Linked DNA regions of Sus scrofa: region 1 is linked to region 2. A link is a contact called in public Hi-C data. All regions are on one chromosome and are shown on one strand. Each heading gives the region's core, a stretch centred on a gene start, on an enhancer-like site or on the middle of the called end of the contact. The rest is flanking DNA. Distances are from core to core; before and after follow the strand shown.

Evidence for each region. Hi-C and Micro-C count contacts between places; a contact is called where the count stands out from the background.
Region 1: a contact with region 2 is called in a Hi-C map of liver, with 1.9 times the contacts expected there. The contact joins two enhancer-like sites. A contact is called at or near these places in 2 of 47 Hi-C or Micro-C datasets (liver and skeletal muscle) and 1 of 2 datasets of contacts at active chromatin or transcription factors (skeletal muscle).

Annotation. Positions count from the first base shown.
Region 1 is chr13:26,253,813-26,259,207 of Sscrofa11.1, forward strand. It overlaps CCDC13 (coiled-coil domain-containing protein 13), which reads right to left. Exons shown (of 18, transcript XM_013981522.2): 3 at 3,060-3,208; 4 at 233-375. Among named protein-coding and RNA genes, the nearest start is that of CCDC13, 9.2 kb to the right of the region's middle. Within about 2 kb of position 2,364, at least 6 of the 83 cell types and tissues checked have an H3K27ac peak or open chromatin away from gene starts, as enhancers often do. A contact at or near this core is called in liver, where this site is marked.
Region 2 is chr13:26,078,815-26,084,377 of Sscrofa11.1, forward strand. It overlaps a transcript of SEC22C not described here. Among named protein-coding and RNA genes, the nearest start is that of SEC22C, 25 kb to the right of the region's middle. Within about 2 kb of position 1,472, at least 14 of the 83 cell types and tissues checked have an H3K27ac peak or open chromatin away from gene starts, as enhancers often do. A contact at or near this core is called in liver, where this site is marked.

The DNA of each region.
Region 1 (5,395 bases), core at 1,114-3,613, 180 kb after region 2:
CACTCAGGTGGTCAGGCTCCAGGCCTGCCTCCTCCCCACTAGGGGGGGCTGCCTCTCCACTGCCTGCATCCTCCTTGCTTCCTGACACTTTCCTCTCTCAGGTTATGACAGAGACCCCGAGAGATTCACTGCAAACACAAGCCCTTGGGAAGGACCCAGCGCATCTAAGTGGGTTCCCTCTCTGGAGGAGTGGTGTGGGGTACGGGGAGTCCCAGGGGCCCTGGTCCCTCACCTCCTGCTCTAGCTCCTGGATGCGGTTGCTCAGCTGCCTCACTCTGGTCTTCGCGCCCTCTGACTCTGCCATCAGCACCCGGTTCTTTTTGGACAGCTCAACAATTTTGGTGGCGATCACATCTCCAGCTGCACCAGCTGTCCCTAAAATGAGGGAAAACAATGAGATCAACTAAAAACAGAGGCCACACATCAAACAGGCTTGCTGCTGCTGGCCAGGACTAGGCAGTGATTTGAGCAACTAGGAGTAGCTGCCCTCACCACCCTGTGTCTGCAAGAGGATGAGGACACATCAGGAGAAAGAGTTCTCGGGGAAGGAAACCAAACCTGGAAGTACACATGGTAAGTTCTCTGGTTATGTTTTCCTCCCAGGACTCAAAAGCATTACAAATCCCAGAATCAGACATCAGAAAGAGGTCTAAGAGAAGCCCTCTCTAGTCCAAAGGGCAGGAAGTAGGGCTCAGAGGGAATGGGGAAAATCCTCTTTTTCCTTTTTCTTTTCCTTTTCTTTCTTTCTTTTCTTTTTTTTTTTTTTTTTGGTGGTCTTTTTAGAGCTGCACCCGTGGCATATGGAAGTTCCCAGGCTAGGGGCTGAAACGGAGCTATAGCTGCCGGCCTACACCACAGTCATAGCAACGTGGGATCTGAGCCACGTCTGTGACCTACACCACAGCTCATGGCAACACCGATCCTTAACCCACTGAGCAAGGCCAGGGGTCTAACCCACATCCTCACAGATACTAGTCGGTTTCATTAACCACTGAGCCATGACGGGAACTCCGAAAATCCTCTTTTTTTCTTATTCTCTCCCAACTCTGTCTCTAGACAAGCTCCAATCTTGAAGCTGCAACCACATAATAATAGAGGCAGCAGTGAATGGGCAAACAGAATGCTAAAATATTTGTGTAAATAGACTCTTTTTGCCTTAAGTTCTTTAAAATATGTATAATGGTTGAAAGCAAATATAATAGCATTGTCTGATAGGATTTTCAATCTATACAGATATAATACATATAAAAGCTATAATATAAGGGGGGAGGGTAAAGGGACCTATACGGTGGTAAAGTTTATTCATTCCATTTAAAGTGGTAAAATGTGAATTCTTCTTCTTCTTCTTTTTTTTGGGGGGGGGTCTTTTTAGGGCTGCACCCACGGCATATGGAGGTTCCCAGGCTAGGGGTCCAACTGGAGCTGTAGCCACCTCCTACACCACAGCTCACGGCAATGCTGGATCCTTAACCCACTGAGAGGCCAGGGATCAAACCTGTGTCCTTTTGGATGCTAGTCAGGTTGGTTAACCGCTGAGCCACAACGGGAACTCTGGTAAAATGTCCATTCTACTCAGGCCTTGAAAAGGTATGTATATTGTGACCACTAATGCAGTCACTAAAAATTATATGAAGAAATAGAAAAAACTCAATTAAACTAAAGCAAACACTAAAAATCCAGCCAAAGGAAAACCATTCTATCAGCTCTCAGCGGCCTGTCACTGTGGCCTGGTTTAAAAACATGAACTGGGCCAGTCAGACCTTTCTCTTCAAAACATGAAGCTGGACATCAGAAATGGGGACTTCAGAGCAAGGAATGGATTTAAGAGGTCCTGGGGGAGACTCAGGGTTGGCACTCAGATGAGGCCATGAGCAAACTGGCAGGGGCAGCAGGAGACAGAGGACCTGGGGCAAGCTGGGGAAGAAGGAGTAGCCCACAGGCCCAGTCCCCAGGACTCCATTGGGTGGGGAGGCATCTCCTATGCTCCCTCTGGAGCCCATCAGGTTCTCAACAGCCTTGCAAAAACTGCCTCTTCACATCTGAATCCTGAGCCAGGTTGAGTGTTGCCTTCTCTTCTGTTTTAGACAGAAAAAGGCCAAAAGTGGAGGGAAGCACAAGAGGCTACCAGAGGCCTTTAAGATACAGAATTCCCCTTCCTTTTTAATTCAGCATTAGTCCTCTGGGTGCACCCACCCTTAAAGGGATTTACTATCAAAGGCAGAGAGAACGCTGTGGCAGATGCCAAATGAGCCCTGTTGCCCTTTGTGATTGGTGACATTGACTTTGTGGTTTATTAGTCAGCTACCTGGGAATTACTCAATGGGCATATGTGGAACAGAGGCCAATCAGGGCCAGGTCCCCACCAGATCTTCAAGGCCACAGTTTAGGTCATAGCCACAGAGTCAGTGCAATGTCCAGCTCATACCCACAGGGCTGAGGTCATCCCCAGACCCACAAAGCCAAGGTTCCTAACAAACCCATGGGGTCAAGGTCTCTAGCAACAGAGCCAAGGTCCAACTTGGACCTGAAGGGCCAAGGTCCACTCTAGACACTGCTGGTCTCAGGACATTCCCCCCACCCCTTGAAGAGCTAACTTCCCCATCTTATCCACCCTTCCAGAACAGGAACAGCAAGTGGTATAGAGTAAACGCCTACTTCTACTGGGATTTTTTTCACATTCGTGATACAGCGTTTGAGCCAGAGCATCAAGATAGAATGGATGCCACTGGCCCACCAGGCCTGCAGCAAGCATCATGGAGAACTGTTGCCATGAGTCTCAGCTGGGTCACCCACACTGCCTGGAATACCTGCCTGCTGCCCCTGCTGTTCTTGTGCTCCCATTACCTGGCGTGCTGACCTACCTGGCTTGCTCCATTCCTCTACTCTCTCCCTCAATTCCAGGGCTCATATAGACAAGCCTGACCACAGCTGACCCTTGGCACTCTTTCTTGAGTACTGCCCTTTGGAACCTACTGTGTGTCCTGCCCCACAGGTTCTATAGCTGCTGGGCCAATTGACCAGGACTTCAGCACAGGGACTATCACAACAGGAGGCACTACCTGTGAAGGCGAATCTGTCCTCTTCTATCTTCTTTTTGAGGTGTTTGATTTCAAAATCCCTCTCCTTTAGCAGCTTATACAATCGCCCGTTCTCATCCACTGTTTCCCTGAGTTGATCCCGCAGCTGTTGGATCTCATCTTCAAGCACCCTGAAAGGCAAAGACAGAATCACAGGGAACCATGGGCAGTGGGCAGGCCTCCATGGCCCAGGTTTGTTGTGTGTGTTTGGGCACTAGGTAGATAAGAATTGGTCTGTACAAAATAGGAATGAGAAATTAAGGAAATCTCAATGACCAGATTTTTAATTTACTGTTCTCAAAACTGATGATAAGGACACACATGCAAGTGAAAGGAGAAAGAAGTTTTGAATAACATGGTTTACTACAGATTCAACAGAGCTATATGAAACACCCACTCAGAGAATTCATACTTCTTTCCAGCATCCATGGAACATACATAAAAATGTACTATAATATAGGCTTCAAAGGCAACCTTAGCAAATTCCAAATAATGGACATCATATAGACCATTTTCTTTAATGGCAATTGAATAAGATTAGAAATCAATACCAAGGAGTTCCCTGGTGGCACAGTGGGTTAAGGATCCACAGTTGTCACTGCTGTGGCTTGAGTTCAATTCCTGGCCCAGGAACTTGTGCATGCTGTGAGTGTGGTCAAAAGGAAAGAAAAGAAATCAATACTAAAAAAAGAGTTGAGGTAAAATAAAAAAAACCCCCAAATCCATCATATGCTTGGAACTTAAAAAAAAAAAAAAACCCACAAATTATTTATTGGTTAAAAAGAAATCATAGTGTGTGTTATGAAGCATTTAAACAGATTGACTATAGAAGCTATGAATAGCTTGTGAATAGCAGCTAAAGTAATAATTAGAAGGAAATTTATAGTTTTGGGGTTTTTTTTTTTTTTTTTGTCTTTTTGCCTTTTCTAGGCCGCGGCATATGGAGGTTCCCAGGCTAGGGGTCGAATCTAAGCTGTAGCTACCGGCCTACACCAGAGCCACAGCAACGCTGGATCCGAGCCGCGTCTGCAACCTACACCACAGCTCACAGCAACGCCGGATCCTTAACCCACTGAGCAAGGGCAGGGACCGAACCCGCAACCTCATGGTTCCTAGTCGGATTCGTTAACCACTGCGCCACAACGGGAACTCCAAAATTTATAGTTTTAATTGCATATACATACCAGAAGACCAAAATGAAATTTTCTAAGCCTTGAGACTGGGAATCTAGGTCTCAGGCAATCCAATAGGAAATCAGAACAAGTGGTTAGTTTTGTATGTTACATGTTGTCTTGCAAGGCTTTTTTCAGAACTTCAAAACATGAGAAACATGTGACTGATGGGTTTGTGATCACTTCTACTGTTAGGCACAGAACCAGCTCTCTAGGGACAGTTTCTCGGGAAGTAAATAAGTTATAGGTAAGAGTAATTATTAGCTAACAGCTATTATTAATCTTGGAATTGTTACTCTACCAATGGCTCAAGTCTCCACAAATTCCACTTTCTCTAACTTGAGGAAAGGTCATTTGGAAATAGGTCTGGGGTTAACGCTGAGCTAATATTTAGGAGCTATATGAATTTTTTCAATTATTGAGAAATCTTCATTTTTTCCTAATTAGCATTTTTCAGTAGAACATTTTGCAAATCAAGAAGCAAAAAAAAAAAAAAAAAAAAATAGAATGTGCAGATGGAGAAAATATACTCTGGGTAAAACCAGAAGCAAAAAGATAACTCAACAACTGCTATGATTTTTTTAGCAACATGACTAGCAAATAGTTCTGTATCAATGTAGACACCCGCTTCTAATAAGCAATAGAAATCAATATGCATCTATGTGACACTGTTACATTTAGAGCAAAATGAGAAGATTCTAGACTCTTTTCAACCTTTTCACCAACTGTATAAAAGCAAGGAATCCATCAAATTTTTCTTCTTTTATGTGTCTTTTTGTGTCAGGAAAAGGAAACTGGGTGCAAAAGAACAGCCCCAGATGAAATTGAAGCGGGAGTTCCCCTCGTGGCGCAGTGGTTAACGAATCCGACTAGGAACCATGAGGTTGCAGTTCGGTCCCTGCCCTTGCTCAGTGGGTTAACGATCTGGCGTTGCCCTGAGCTGTGGTGTAGGTTGCAGACGCGGCTTGGATCCCACGTTGCTGTGGCTCTGGCGTAGGCCAGTGGCTACAGCTCCGATTCGACCCCTAGCCTGGGAACCTCCATATGCCGCGGGAGCGGCCCAAAGAAATAGCAAAAACACACACACAAAAAAAAGAAAAAAGAAAAAGAAATTTGAAGTGGTGGTCATCTATGAATCATCAGAGC
Region 2 (5,563 bases), core at 222-2,721:
GCTTGCCCAGTCACGGAGAGGGGATTCCTGCCCGGAACACGGTAAGAGTTGTTTCTTGGGGCTGCATTGTGGCAGTGACCTGGGTCCAAAAATTTCATCTGGGCATAGGGGCCAAGAGGTTCCCCCCCACTGCCCCGGGTTCAGTGTTCTCCGTGCCAAGTGACAGAGAACAGGCAGCTCTTGAAAAGACTAATATTTACTCTTCGAATGGGAGCTGGCACAGGCTATTTCCTGCAACTGGCGTCTGGCTCACCCCGTGGGATGGACACAACAGGAGCCACTTCGGGAGATAGGCAGATGTCCCCGCAGACACCAGCATCCTGGAGGAGACAATGTCTCTGAGATGGGGACAGCATGTTCCAAGGTCCCATCTGATACATCTCATCTCGGCTTGCACACCGCCTTCCTGGTGGAGCACTCACCACCGCCCTCAGCCCTGTTGGACAGCTCTGTGAGAAAGTTCATCCTCATTCTGGCCCCGCGTTCCTTGCTTCTGGCCCTGGCTCTTATCCCTGGGGCCTCAGAAAATGTGCCTGGAACAACCCCACAGGGCAGTCACGGTCCTGGTCACCTACATGCCTCCCAGCCCCGCCCCCCTGCGGCTTCACTTCCCCAAGCTCACACAGCTCGCTCCGTGGCCAGAACAGACTATTTCTGGGGTGGGAGGAAGATCTTGCCTTGGGTGCACCTCTGTCCCCCTGCAGCTGTGTTCATTGTCCCTGTGAGAGCCCTTTAGCTGAGTGCCTCAAGGGGGAAAGAGCCTCCACCAGGAAACTACAAGTCAGAGGGCCTGAATCTGGGAAGGAGAGAGTCCCCGGTGGCCAGAGCCAGCTCCCGCCCGCCTGCATTCCCTCTGCAGCCCCTCTCCTCTCTGCTTTATCCTCTCTCCCCTCCCTCATGGGTCCCAGAAGCCCTCCCTGCCCATTACAGCCCCTGGCCTTGGCTTTAGTTCCCACCACCACCACCAATCCCCATCGGCCAGTGGAGAAGCCCTGGAAGCGAAAACACTGGCAGCACTTGGGGCTTTGAAGGCCCCCAGAGACAGGCCCTCAGCATCATCAAGTCCAGTCAGGGCTGGGCACCCTGGAAAAGATCAGGGGCAACAGAGTCACCTTGGTTCTCCCAGGGATCTCAGACCTGACTGCTGATTCTAGCCAGCTCCCCCCACCCACCACTTTTTTTTTAATTCCTTATTATCTCTACACCTAACTCCCAAGCTCCTGACCCTTTGTAGGCAACCATTCAAATGAACCTAACCTATAAATGAACCTAATATATATCTTTCAGAATATATTCTTAGGAAATATTTTATCATTTTCTGCACATATATTTCTAATCATAAAAATGTTATTTTCCCCTCAGTTCTATGATCTGAAGATGTATCCAGGCTGCTATGTTACATCTAACTCTGGTACTTCTGCCTGTTGCCTGCTGTTCCATGGTGAGCCTGCATGCTTTATCTGTCCATGGTAGACACACAGATTGCTTTCTGCCAACACAAATAATGCTTCAGTAAACATTTATCTTCAAACATGTCCCCTTAAGGATCTGTGTAAGAATCTCCCAGGGACATAACTAGGAGTGAAGTTTCCATATCATGAGATGTGTACATACTAAAGTCGGGTAGGCAGCTGTGTTAGTTTGTTAGGGCCACCATGACAAAGTTCCACAGGCTGGGTGAATTGAAGAACAGAAATTTATTTTCTCACTTTTCTGGAGGCTAGAAGTTGAAGATCAGGGTGCCAGTAGGGCTGGTTTCTTCTGAGACCTTTCTTCTTGGCTTGTAGAGGGCCACCTTCTCCTTGTGCTTTCCCACAGTCCTCTTCTGTATGTGTCTGTATCCTAATCTCTCTTTTTTTTTTTTTTCCTGTCTTTTTAGGGCCACACCCACGGCATATGGAAATTACCAGGCTAGGGTTTGAATCAGAGCTGCAGCTGCCAGCCCACGGCACAGCCACAGCATGGCGGGATCTGAGCCACATCTGCAACCTACACCATAGCCCATGGTAACACCAGATCCTTAACCCACTGAGCAAGGCCAGGGATCGAACCCATGTCCTCATGGATACCAGTCGGGTTCATTAACTACTGAGCCACAATGGGAACTCCCTGGCATTTTTTTTTTAAACGTTATTTACCTCTTTAAAGACCCTATCTCCAAATACAGTCACACTTTGATGTACTGGGGGTTAGGATTTCAACATATGAATTTAGGGAGGACACAAGTCAACCCATAACAGTAGCTCTGCTCTTGAGGTTGGTTATAGTAGCTGTACATGAAGTCCTCTATCCCCACTCTCATTCCAGTACTTTGTACCACACAGCTAAGTTTTGCTAAACTCATGGACATGGTTGTGAATAGTTTACTATTATTTTAATATGTATTTCTCTGTAATGATTTTAAGCATCTTCATATGCTTAGTAGCTTTCTGGGCTTTCTCTTCTTTTCTGCTCATTTTTCTATTGAAATTGCTGTCCTTCTTTCTGACTTAAGAAATTGCTTGTATATTAATCCTAGCTTCAGACCTTGTAAATATCTTCTCCTACACTTTTAATTTGGCCCATGAAGTCCATATTTGTATGTCATCACATTGATCATTTTGCCTTAAGGGCTGTGCCTGTGACATTTTGAAGAAGCACTTCTGCATCCTAGGTCACAGATTCTCTCCTTCGTGTTCTTCAATGAATTTTTTTCCCTGCACATTTGATCCAGGGACATCTTAGAGCTGACTCAGCAGAGTCAGGCACACTCAGGTAGGCCCCTTGCTGTCTGAACCTCACTCCTCTGCTGGCACTGCCCAAGGGTGCCAGGCAGCTGTGAGGCAGCACTTCTGGTACCTGGACCCAGAGCAGGTAGAGTCCAAGAAAAAGAAAGGCAATTCACCAGCCTGAACTGGCACCCAGCCATCCTGGCACACAAAGGGCACCCTTCATGAGCCAAGATCCCTTTTTATTCTTTGTGGGTGCTGCCAAGTGGTAGATGGCACCTTGTTCTCAGCCCATGGGACAGAGCTCTGGGCTACACTGTCACTGGCTACCTGGGACAGACCTCAGTTTCCCCACTTGAGCAATAAAGGGGTTGAACCAGATAGCATATAAGGCTCAGCCAATTCCCCAATCCCAGAACTCATAATTCAGATGCTTATTTCGGAAGTCTTTGCCCTCCTCCAAAAGATCTTCACTCTGAACAGGTAGTGAAGAGAAGCTTGGAGCTGTGCGGTCCCCAGTGTGGTTAGAGCATGGTCAGGAGAGGTTGGTGCATTTGCTTCCTTTCTGGAAATTTTATCAACTGCTGAAGGAACGACCTTGAAACAGTACAATCCCCTGGGTTGGGAACCTGATGTTGTGCCCCCTGGTGGCCTCTTCCTGACAGGGCTGATCCTGAAAAAGGAAAACTACATCACCCTCAGAGCTTGGAGAGCTGAGACCAGAGCAGGGCATAGTGCCTGCCCAGGGCACTATGCCCAGGGCACAGAGCCCGGCAGGAGCTAAGCTTCCATCGAAGGCATTCCTCTCAACCCCCAAGGCAGCACCGAGATTGCTATTTTGGTTTTTCTCAGGGCTTTTCTAGACCCATGATTGCATTCCGAAGTCTGGGGATTAGTGCCGAAGACTATTTGAGCCCTTGCACCTGTCTAGACCTCACTGGACAAGAGAACCTGAATTTGCTTTCTCTCACATTATGCCTCCCCTGTCCAGTGCCAGGCCCACATCACTCCACCCGGGAAAATGGACCCCCAACTCAGAATTTTCCACACAAACACACAAGTCAATAAGCACCTTAGATTTATTCTCCTCCCACTCCTGAAGCCACCTCATTGAATTTATATATACATAGTATATAAATGGCTATACAACATTCTTTACCTACATTAACACAATTTGGCTTTACTACTGTGTAAAATTTTGTTAAAATGTACTCATCATTTACTCAAAATAGATCTTTGTTATTACACGAAAACAGTAAGAAGCTTATATAATATGGACAGCAAGCATTCAAAATGAATACATGAAAGTAAATGGTTTTGCCCTGGCTAAATCAGCCTCAATCTTTTATGCCCTTAGTAGAAAAGTCCATTAAACAAAATGGAATCCTGGGAGTCACATCACTTCTGAAACCACCCCCAGAATCATATAAGGGTTAAAGAAGGTCATGTGTACCAAGCACAGGGTAGAGGAACAGAATGGATTTGATAATTTTACCCTAAATAAAAAGCGCTTGTGGGCAACAGCTCTGCCATCGGTACACAAGGGCAGATGTTTCCATATCCGGTCATTCCCAGATTTTACTGACAAGCCTCTTTTCACAGGTTCTCTGCCAATGATGTTTCCCGAGCAACAGAATTTTGACATCACTGCTCCACAGATGGGAGAATCAGAGCTCTTCTCATTTGGGTCTTCTGACGGGCCATGAAGTTTGGTCCAACCAGCAGAACTGGCCTCCCTGGATCCTGGAGGACCCAACACCACAGGTACCGAGGGCTCTGTGCCTACAAGGCAGGAGGCAGGTCCAGGGGGAGGAAGAGAGGCCACTATGTTTTTGGAGTGAAAGCATGAGGCCATTTACATTGCAGCATTATTAACACCCTTTTTGTAAAGGCCAGAAGACACACTGAGCTGCCTGAAGCATGCACATCCTCAATGTGTTGGGTGATGGAACTCAAAGGCTCCCTTCTCCTACACACAAATGGGGGATTCACCCAGCATCCCCTCCCACTACCACTTTTACCCTCCTGACAGTATGCCAGGGGAGCAGGAGGACGTCACCACTATTTCCCAGGAGAGATCATTGGGGCCGAAGGCAGCAACTTACTCATGGTGGCACTGGATCAAGGCGAAGAGCCTCCAGGCCTCAGACTGACTGGGCACTGGGCCCTCCTTCCCCTCTCATCTCTCAAAGGCACATCTACTCTCTCTCCCACCATTGTTAACACTCACGGTGCACACAGGGCTTCCCTCTGCCTGGGCAGGAAGGATTCTGTATAGAATCACCTGGAATGTGAGTAATGTTGGGGCAGGGGTCTGCCTGCATATCTGGTTGCTGTAAACATTCCCTCCCCACAGGTCCTCACCTGTGCTGCACTGTTCTCTGAGGGCCACCTGTCCTGCATGTTACAGCAGCCCACTCCTTCAAGGAACAGCAAACAGCAGCCCTGAATGAAGGTGCGATACACAGCCCACATGCCAAGAAGCAGCTGCTGTCTTGCAGCAGCAGATAGCCAGACCCCAGCTCCCCTCCCCACCTAACCCCTGCTTCCCGTGCCCCAAACATCTAGCTGTGCTGTGCACCAGGGCTCCTGGAGGTGCCCAGGGTTAGGGCCAGGCCTTGTGCAATCTGCTCTCTCTCTCTGAAGTTCCTGGGCCAACCCTGGACATTACAATAAAAGGTGGCTTCCTCATCCCTGCAGAGACTCCAGCTTCAGCCTCTGTCCCTAGGACTGAAGTATAGAGTGAAAAGAGTCAAGGGAGACCTGAACAGGGGCACCTAGGAAAAGAACAGGAAACTCAAGGTAGGGTTGGTAGAAATGATGTTAAATGTTCTAATTTCAGCTCTCCTCCCCAA